2 separate regions of the Mus musculus genome follow, and region 1 is linked to region 2. A link is a contact called in public HiChIP or PLAC-seq data. All regions are on one chromosome and are shown on one strand. The core of a region is the stretch at or near the end of the contact, and the rest is flanking DNA. Distances in the headings are between cores, read along the strand shown.

Region 1 (4,278 bases), core at 878-3,377, 300 kb after region 2:
TATGCATGCGCATACATTCACACATCACACATACCACATGTGCATGCACACGCGCATCTTTCTAGATTTTGTTTTAGATAATCTAGAAAAGCCTAGTGTGCTTACTTTCTTCAAAAGCCTTTGGATCGAGCTGGAGAGACGGCTCAGTGGTGATGAACACTTGCTGTTCTTGCAGAGGGCCTGGCTTCAGCTCCCAGCACACACATCAGATGGTTCACATCTGCCCATAACTCCAGTTTCAGGGGAATCTGCCGCCCTCCTCTGGCTCTGTAGGCATCTGCGTGTATGTGGTACACTTGGCATGCACAGGCATGTTGGATTTTTGTTTGTTTGTTTTTGTTTTCAAGACACGGTTTCTCTGTATAGAGAGCGCCCTGGCTGTCCTGGAACTCAGTCTGTAAAACAGGCTGTTCTTGAACTCAGAAATCTGCCTGCCTCTGCCTTCTCAGTGTTCACCACCACTTCCCATTAAGGATTTTTAAATGACCCTTCAAATACATTGAGACTCTCCTCTCCTCTCCTCTCCTCTCCTCTCCTCTCCTCTCCTCTCCTCTCCTCTCCTCTCCTCTCCTCTCCTCTCCTCTCCTCTCCTCTTCTCTCTCTCTCTGTTCTAGAAACATTGTGAAAAAGATTGAGTACATCTTAGTGGTAGAGTGCCCAGGATAAGCAAGAAAGACCCTGAGTTGATTAGTTGATTTGCAAACATACATACAGATAGACAGACAGATAGACACACACACACACACACACACACACACACACACACTTAAATTTCACATATTTGAGTGTTTTGTTTGCATGTATGTCTGCACATCACATGTGTCCTTGGTGTTTACGGAGGCCAGAGCAGGACACCAGATCCTGGAGTTAGACGCCTTTGCGAGCATCTTTGGGGGGTGGGGAATGTGTGCTTAAAATTGATCTCCAGTCCACTGGAAGAGCAGCCAGTGCTCCTAACTGCTGAGCCATCTCTCCAGTCCTCAGCTTGATTTTATAACCTGGACCTGTGCTCTTCCTCTGTAAGTTCTCATAGGCAGCCATACAGAGGAGTCTGAGAATCCACAGAGTGTCACAGCCATACTGAACGCAGCTGCGAGTGCCTGCTCTGTCCTGAGACCACCCTCCTGACCGAAGACTAAGAACAGTCTCAAGGGCAGGTGACTCCTACCCTCTGACTTTGTTCCCCAAGGGCATGTCGGGTTTATTCTCAGAACCCATAGTAGCCTATGAACAGGGACTATGTACCTTTGGACCTTCGGCCGCTGTGCCATCCTGAATAAACCTCTACCCCCTCTTCTCCCCACCCTGTGGCCCACTCTCCCCAGAAAACATTGCTTTGCTCCCATTTTACTTCTCTCTGCAAAGAGTCTTGGGATCTAAATGAATGCATCCTTGTCTGGTCCAAACCGGCCCTTTTTTTTTGAAAATCGCTCAGCGCTTCCCGTTCCTCTCTGGGGTCCCTGGGAGGTCCTCGCTATCCTCTCTTTCATCCAGGGCATTGCCAAAGTGGGCCTTCAGCTTCTGAGTCACCAAGGCCTTTGCCCTGTTCCCATTCTTGACCTCCAATAGCCCTGGCCGTCCTGGAACTCGCTCTAGATCAGGCTGGTCTCGACCTCAGAGATTGTCCTCCCTCTGCCTCCGCTGTCCTCGGCCATCCATGCTACCTTGCCCATCCCGCCCCCATGTTCTTGTGTCCACCTTCAAGAGACTAGCGTTTGAAAGGATGTCTACTGATCCTTCTAATAATCCCGGCTAAATAACTGAGTAAGGAGGCTAAAGTAATCTAAAATATTTTTATATACAATATTGAAAATGACTTCGCGCACACGGTCCTGAAGTCTTACCTGATCTCGGGAGAGCATCAATAAAGGCAAAAAAGTGATTTTCTAAGTCTTCCAAGCCAGAGAATGGACGCTGGGACCAGACAGCAGCGGCAATCAGAGGGCATTTCTCAACAATGTTCCCAAACACATCCACAAATTCTCCGAAGTCCATGGAATTGACCTTCACCATGTCCATGGCTGATCCTGGACTGGAGGCAGTGTTCTGCCCTGCCTGTGGTCCGCTCTCATCGAGCGAGTGAGCTAATTCCTCCTCATGGGTTGTGTTTGCTGAACACACATGCTGGCCCTGTGCAAGGGCAGCTGACCCTGGTTTAAATATCTCTGGGAGGAGCTTATCCAGAACGGTCCTGCGATGAGAAACACAGGTTTAACTGTTTTGTTGGTGGTAGGGGTAATATGTGTGCTGGAGACAGAACCCAGGGTCTCACGCATGCTCGAGGAGCACCCGAATACTGAGCTATCCGCCACCTCCGCTTAAGGCTATGATCAGGAGAGCAGAGACTTCTGCAGAAAGAATGATTCCACCCGAGGCATTGCCATAACAAGAGGTGGCGGCGGTGGCCGTATGTAATGAGACAGACACTTGGTGCCATTACCATCTTGTCTGTGTGCACGTATGCTTTTACCTGCATGTAATCTGTGTACCACATGCAGACCAAACAGGTGGCCCTGTGACCTGCCTGGATTACCAGGACAGTGTCCTCAGGGACAACCCTGGTTCTGTCCCCAGCACCCACACGGTAACTCACAAGCACCTCATCTGTCCTTGCTGTTGCTCTAGAGCACAGGCACTGCGTTTTAATCTTTCTTTGAACTCTAAATGCTTAACACCACATAGACTTAATTAGTGTAAACAGAACAGGGTAAGGTGCCTCTGGTGGAGTGTGCTATCTTCTCTCGTTTAAAAAAATATTTTTTTAATTAGGTGTATTTTGTATGTGTACAAGCGTGTGTGTGTGTGTGTGTGTGTGTGTGTGTGTTTGTGCCCAAGAAGAGAGGGTTGAATCTGCCTTCCAGGTTCTCACCTTGAGTTCTTGGCTTGGATTCTTTCAACAACAGCCTATAAACTATAAACTGAAACAAACCTTTGCCTTCCCTAGATTGTTTTTGGTAAGTGTTTTATCACAGCAGCAGTTTATCTAAGGCTGTTACTGGTGGTGTTCTTCACGGGGTAGGGGTGGGGTGGGGGATGGAGGGGGGAGCGGGGAGGGGAAACAGCCTAGAAAAGATTAGAAAGACCACAGACCACAGCAAGGGGGTGGGGTAGGGGCATGCGCCACAAAGAGAGGCGCCCCTGCCCTAGTGTGTGGGAAGGAGAGGGGCTCTGATCTCAGGAGAACTCAGTGTGGGACTAGGAACAAGCACGAAAAGCGCTCATTATCGCGAGTCCAGAAACGATTGCACCCTGGACAAATTCTCCCCAAAGACGCCTTGTTTTCCTTTCGCCCAATATTTGCCCTTCTAGGTACCAAGGGGCAGTAACAAGTCAAACCTGGTGTTTGACACTCTGTTTCGGAAACTGTGGTGCTCGGGCGCCCCCTGCTGGTACAATCACTATAAAGCACTGCTTGAAGGGGTGGCCTTAGCCTACAGGCTAAAGGATGTTAAAGGGGGTGAAACCTTGTAAAGTTTTCCCCATCCGTATTGGCATGTCAGCCGGTGATGTCATTATACAGGTCTGGACAACTATGTTGGTGAGATTAGACCGGTGAGACTTCCCTATTCCTGTCTAAAAGGCACTATCTAGCAGCAGACATTCTGGTCGTCTCTGGCTCCCCCCCCCCCCATGTTATTGTTGTTGTTGTTGTTGTTGTTGTTGTTGTTGTTGTTCAAGACAGGGTTTCTCTGTATAGCCCTGGCTGTCCTGGAATTCACTTTGTAGACCAGGCTGGCCTCGGACTCAGAAATCGGCCTGCCTCTGCCTCCCAAGTGCTGGGATTAAAGGCGGGCACCACCACCGCCCGGCGTATTTATTATTTTTTAATGATTTATTCTTTTATGTGCATTGGTGTCTTGCCTGAATGTGTGTCTGTTACAGACAGTTCTAATTATTCACTCTACATCCCAATCACAGGCTCCCCTCACATGACCTCTCTCACCATTCCTCTAACCCCACCCCTACATCCTACTCTTAAAATCTTTCCACAGCCTCAGTCCTGATGTTCCCTGGGCTTTGAGTGTAGGGATTGCATTGTAGACTTACCAGTTGGGGCTGAGCATGCCACAGTCACCTAGTCTCTGCATGATGACCATGTGTAAAGGCAATCGAGGCTGAGAGAGAGAGAATCGGCATTCGGTGGAGAGCCCCGTGTTAGGCTATCCAATCCCGAGTGTCAGCCCTAACGACATGATCACAAGAACAACACTAAATGGGCCCACTAGGGTGTGTGTGTGTGTGTGTGTGTGTGTGTGTGTGTGTGTGTGTAAAACAGTA
Region 2 (4,468 bases), core at 175-2,674:
GTCAACTCCTGGACTGCCACCGGTCACTCTTTGCAAGGAGAGTACTGGTCTGCATCCCAGCCGGGTCACACTGTGGATTCCCCACAGTAGGAGCTGTAAGAGTCCAATAGGCTGTCCCCCAGACACTTCCAGCGCGGCCTCACCAGAACGGGGCAAGTCTAGAATGAAGGCACAGCAAGGTGCAGCGTCACCGTTCAGTGACAGACCCGATCGTCAGACAGCACACATCCTCAGTGTGAGGATATCTGGTAGTCAGTCACCCTCCCCAGAGCAAGTGGGCTAACTAGTAGAGGAAACAGAAGCCACCACGGGTCAGGACTGACTGACGAGGCGAATGCTGTGCCGAGGAAACATGAGGCGGGCTCCCGATGTCATTACAATTCAATTATTGAAAGCGGTTCTAGTAAGTAACACGAGAAAAAGTAAGAGAGAAACCGGTAATAACATATTCTATGTAACCCAATACAACCCAGTGCATCCAAGACTCTGTCAGCTCAGCACACCGTGGGGGCCAAGCTTCAGGGACAGCCAAGGGCTGGAGGTACTCTGGATGGGGAAGACATAAGACAGCATAGGCTATGGTGTGTTCTGTCTGCAGGAGCAGGGGCATCATGGGTGTGTGTGTGTGGGGCTCAGGCACAGCAGGCAGTGACTGAGGGCAGTGGCTCTGTGAATAGGGACACAGCTCTCGGATGAATGCCTGCGCTGCTCCGAAGCGGATGGCATTTACCTCCACCCAGAACGGCCGTTGCACCGCTATGTAAACATCTGAGAAATTCTGGAAGAATGTAAGCTGAAGGCACAGAACAAATCAAAATATTCAGTTATTAAGTGCTTAGCTGACAAAGTACAAATACATCAACACTAACAGATCAGGGAGAAATTCCATTACAGAGACCCCGGAACAGCCAGTGTCCTCTGAGATTTTCATAAGAAAAATAATATTGAAAGAATCCTACCCCCCCCCCCCAAATATTCACCAGACCACCAGGTTGGACATATTTTTATGTATAACAAAGTGGCAGTTATGATTATCTGTTGGATGGCCACTCCCCAGAGAAATGACAGGTTTTACAAAGTCTTTAAAAAGTAGCAAGGCTGGTTACAAAATTGTACCTGGGGAGCAGGACACACTGTTTCACGTCAATTGCACTTCAGGATCAAATTGCTTCATAGGTGATTGGGGGGGGGGTGCTCGGGCCGCATCCCTCTCTGGGGGTCTGTGTGTGTGTGCTGGCTGCGTGGTGACTGGGGAGCTCGGGGCTGAACAAGCCAGTAGCAACCACCATTGCAACCCTTATCTACCACAGAGAGACCTGTTTGGCTTCTTACTATGAATTTAACTTGGAAGAACCAGCGACAGGGATACAAAGCCCAGCAATACTGGCTGAGGAGGTGGCTCGCCCAGCGGCACCGCAGCCTGTACGATTATCGATGCCATCTGTCTCTGAGCTCACGTGTAAGTTAGCTCTGACTTTGAACGAGGTTTCTAAGTGGAATTTTTCAAGTATAAATATTAACCAGGCAAAGGTTGTTTCCTCTTATTTACTTTCTCATTATGCCGTCTAAGGGTCATCTGTGTTGAATAAAGGACAAACAGCTTTCTAAACATTAAAAAAAAAAAAAGATAAAGAAAGTTAAGTGACCAACAGCTGAAGACACTAACATCTAAAATCTACTATTTCAGATTAAAAAAACAAGAACAAAAACAGAGCTTTTTGGTCTCTTGGGGGAAACTAAGGATTTCTAAAATACACAGGAACAAAAATCAAAGGCTCCCTTTCAACTTAGCTGTGGTGTGTGTGTGTATGTGTGTATGTGTGTGTGTGTATGTGTGTGTATGCGCACTCATGTTTAAGAAGTAATGTTATTTAATCACCTAGTTCAATTGCATAAATCACAAAAACTTCTCCAGACAAGATTGCTGATAAATATAAACTCTAGAAATGACTTTTAGAAAAACATCTCCAAACTTTTCCTACGCAACAAAGCTTTCCTTTTGAACAGAGTCTTCGTGCTTCTGGGCTGTTCCAGGCAACATAGCTTTGCCAGTTCCAGAAGTCGCCTCCCAGGTTGCTCTGTCCCTTCAATAGCATTATTCTTGACTCTCTCCTATTTTAACCGCAGTACATTATTTAAGTCTCATCAGTGGTGTTCGGTTTATGTCTTCAGTTGAGGACTGAAGATCAGCCGCAGTAGAAACGAGCCCAAAAGTCACTTTATAAACGGTATAAAAATCTTGAAATGTTGGCACCAATGGAAAATGAGGAAAACCTAAGATGCGCCCCTCCGCAGCTCTGTCTCCGGGGCAGGGGGTGCTGCGGACGCTGCAGCAGCGAGGTGCTGCGGATGGAGGAGTTGCGGGTGGAACTCGCTTCATGACTGAGCTGCTGCAGGCTGCTGCAGGCACAGAGGCCACTTCCGTCCAGCCAGGGACAGTCGTGGCAGCCACCGAGAGCATCTGAAATGAGCCCCTGGGGCTGGTGGGAGCCGATTCCGAGCCAAGGGGAAACACAGGATGATGTCAGTATTGCTGTCCTGTGTCGCTGCCCAGCAGATATGCCACCCTGGAGGGGCTTCCTTCACGGACCTGCAGGAAGAATTGAGACTGGAGTCTGATGTCAAGACTCTATACGAGGCTGCCTGGCCAGCAGATGACCGTCAGCGTGACCTTGTTCCTCTGTTCTTTCAACATGGGCACCAGAGCAGAGTGACTCATGCCCACAGTCGACAGGCCGTTTACTGCTACGATCATGTCTCCACACCTGAACAAAACACAAACAGGGGCAGAATTAGTGCCATTATCTCAATAGCATCACAAACACAGTCCTGGTGGTCCAGCATCGAGATCAGTTTGCTCTGGCTAACTGTCACAGGGCAGGGGTATTACCAACTGAGAAATGTCTCAAGTCTCTCCCTTGGCAATCAAAAGTAGCCGAGTCAACCTTCCCACAACTGGTGGGGACTTAAGGGCATGAAGAATAACGTCATTTGCGAGTCCTCTCTCTAAACAGTACCAAGTTAAGGCTGAGGAGACGGCTCGTGGTATGAGCGCTTGCTCTTTCAAGGGACCTCGGCTTGGTTCCCAGCAGTTCACAACTGTCTATAATTCCGGTTCCAGGGGATCTGATGCCTCTATGGGCACCCGCACTCCTGTGCACACACCACACACACCCCATTGACTAAATGAACACACAGACCCCAGTGTTGTGCCTGCCAGCACATTCACCCACATGTGTTGAAACCTCACTACACATGGGGCCCACAATGGGGCTCTGGTTGCCATTCATGGATCTCACAAAGTCAGGCAGACATCGAGCCTCGGGAAATATCAACTGGCAGGATCAGACCTGCACGAGCTGCATGGGAAACGCTCAGAGGCCACTGCCATTCTGAGGCACACTCAGAAGACTCGGGTTCAGATCTGGTCTAGACAAAGGCAGTATAGCTCCAAGGGGCAGGGATGGTACAAGAAATGGCTTCAGGCTCGCTCAGGGAGTAGCAGACCTTTCCTGTGATGAGGCCCCGTGGCCCATCCATAGTCTCCAGTACAGAAGAACTTAGCTTTGGAGTGTAAGTAGGCACATACAGCGAACACATGAGTGAGCATGGCTGTGTAGAAATAACACTACGCAGAGAGCAGAGCCGAACCCTCAGTTAGGTCAGGTCTGGTGTGACACATGCGATCTGCACCGTTGACGAGAACGAGACTTACTTTAATCTTCCGTCATAGTAAGCAGGGGTTCCTAAGACGATGGTCTTAATGAAGAAGGGCTGATTGGTGTGGTTCTCTTCGTACCCACCCACGATGCTGAAGCCCCAGCTTCCCAAGTAGCTTCTGCGTAAGACGATGTCGTGACAACTGTGAAGGGCACTGTAAAACAGCAGAGAGTGCTGGTTAGTTCATACTGTTGTTAGAGCTCGTGTCTCTAGCTGCACATGTAGCAGAGGATGGCCCAGTCGGCCATCATTTGGAAGAGAGGCCCCTTGGTCTTGCAAACTTTATATGCCCCAGTACAGGGGAACGCCAGGGCCAAGAAGTGGGAGTGGGTGGGTAGGGGAGCAGGGTAGGGGGAGGGTATAGGGGTCTTTCGGGATAGCATTTGAAATGTAAATGAAGAAAACATCTAATAAAAATTTGAAAAAAAGACAATGATACAGACAGGAAAAACAAACAAACAAACAAACAGCAGAAAGACTGGGCATGGAGGCTTCCCGCTCACACGTGTGAAAAACAGGCTAGTGTAACCCCTCTGACTACATGATTAGTGTGTGTGTGTGTACATGGGCACTAGGGTCAGACCCAGGGTCCCACATGTGCTAGGCAAGATGTACTGGCCCTGTCTGTACTATTGTCTGACAACCCATTCTCCAGCACGGATGTATCCCGAGGCAGGCTTGCTTTCTCCAGCTTTCCTTAGGTTTCTCTTGCCAAGTGAAGACATGATCACACGGAGGGAGATGAAGT

The links. HiChIP or PLAC-seq counts read pairs in DNA pulled down with a chosen protein or histone mark.
Region 1: an H3K27ac HiChIP or PLAC-seq map of hepatocytes shows a contact between it and region 2, with 7 times the contacts expected there. The contact joins the promoter of Urad here to the enhancer-like site in region 2. A contact is called at or near these places in 8 of 39 promoter capture datasets (the 3T3-L1 cell line, the C10 cell line, embryonic stem cells and 4 more), 11 of 484 Hi-C or Micro-C datasets (embryonic stem cells, liver and morula), 4 of 115 datasets of contacts at active chromatin or transcription factors (astrocytes, forebrain, hepatocytes and 1 more) and 2 of 9 other capture datasets (adipose tissue and pancreatic islet).

What each region holds. Positions count from the first base shown.
Region 1 is chr5:147,320,313-147,324,590 of GRCm38.p6, forward strand. Urad (ureidoimidazoline (2-oxo-4-hydroxy-4-carboxy-5) decarboxylase) reads right to left here and starts at 2,128. Exons shown (of 2, transcript NM_001039678.2): 1 at 1,845-2,128. The coding sequence starts at 2,019.
Region 2 is chr5:147,016,292-147,020,759 of GRCm38.p6, forward strand. Lnx2 (ligand of numb-protein X 2) reads right to left here. Exons shown (of 10, transcript NM_080795.4): 9 at 3,716-3,874; 10 at 364-2,765. The coding sequence ends at 2,630. Among named protein-coding and RNA genes, the nearest start is that of Mtif3, 55 kb to the left of the region's middle. Within about 2 kb of position 1,425, at least 10 of the 459 cell types and tissues checked have an H3K27ac peak or open chromatin away from gene starts, as enhancers often do. A contact at or near this core is called in hepatocytes, liver and pancreatic islet, where this site is marked.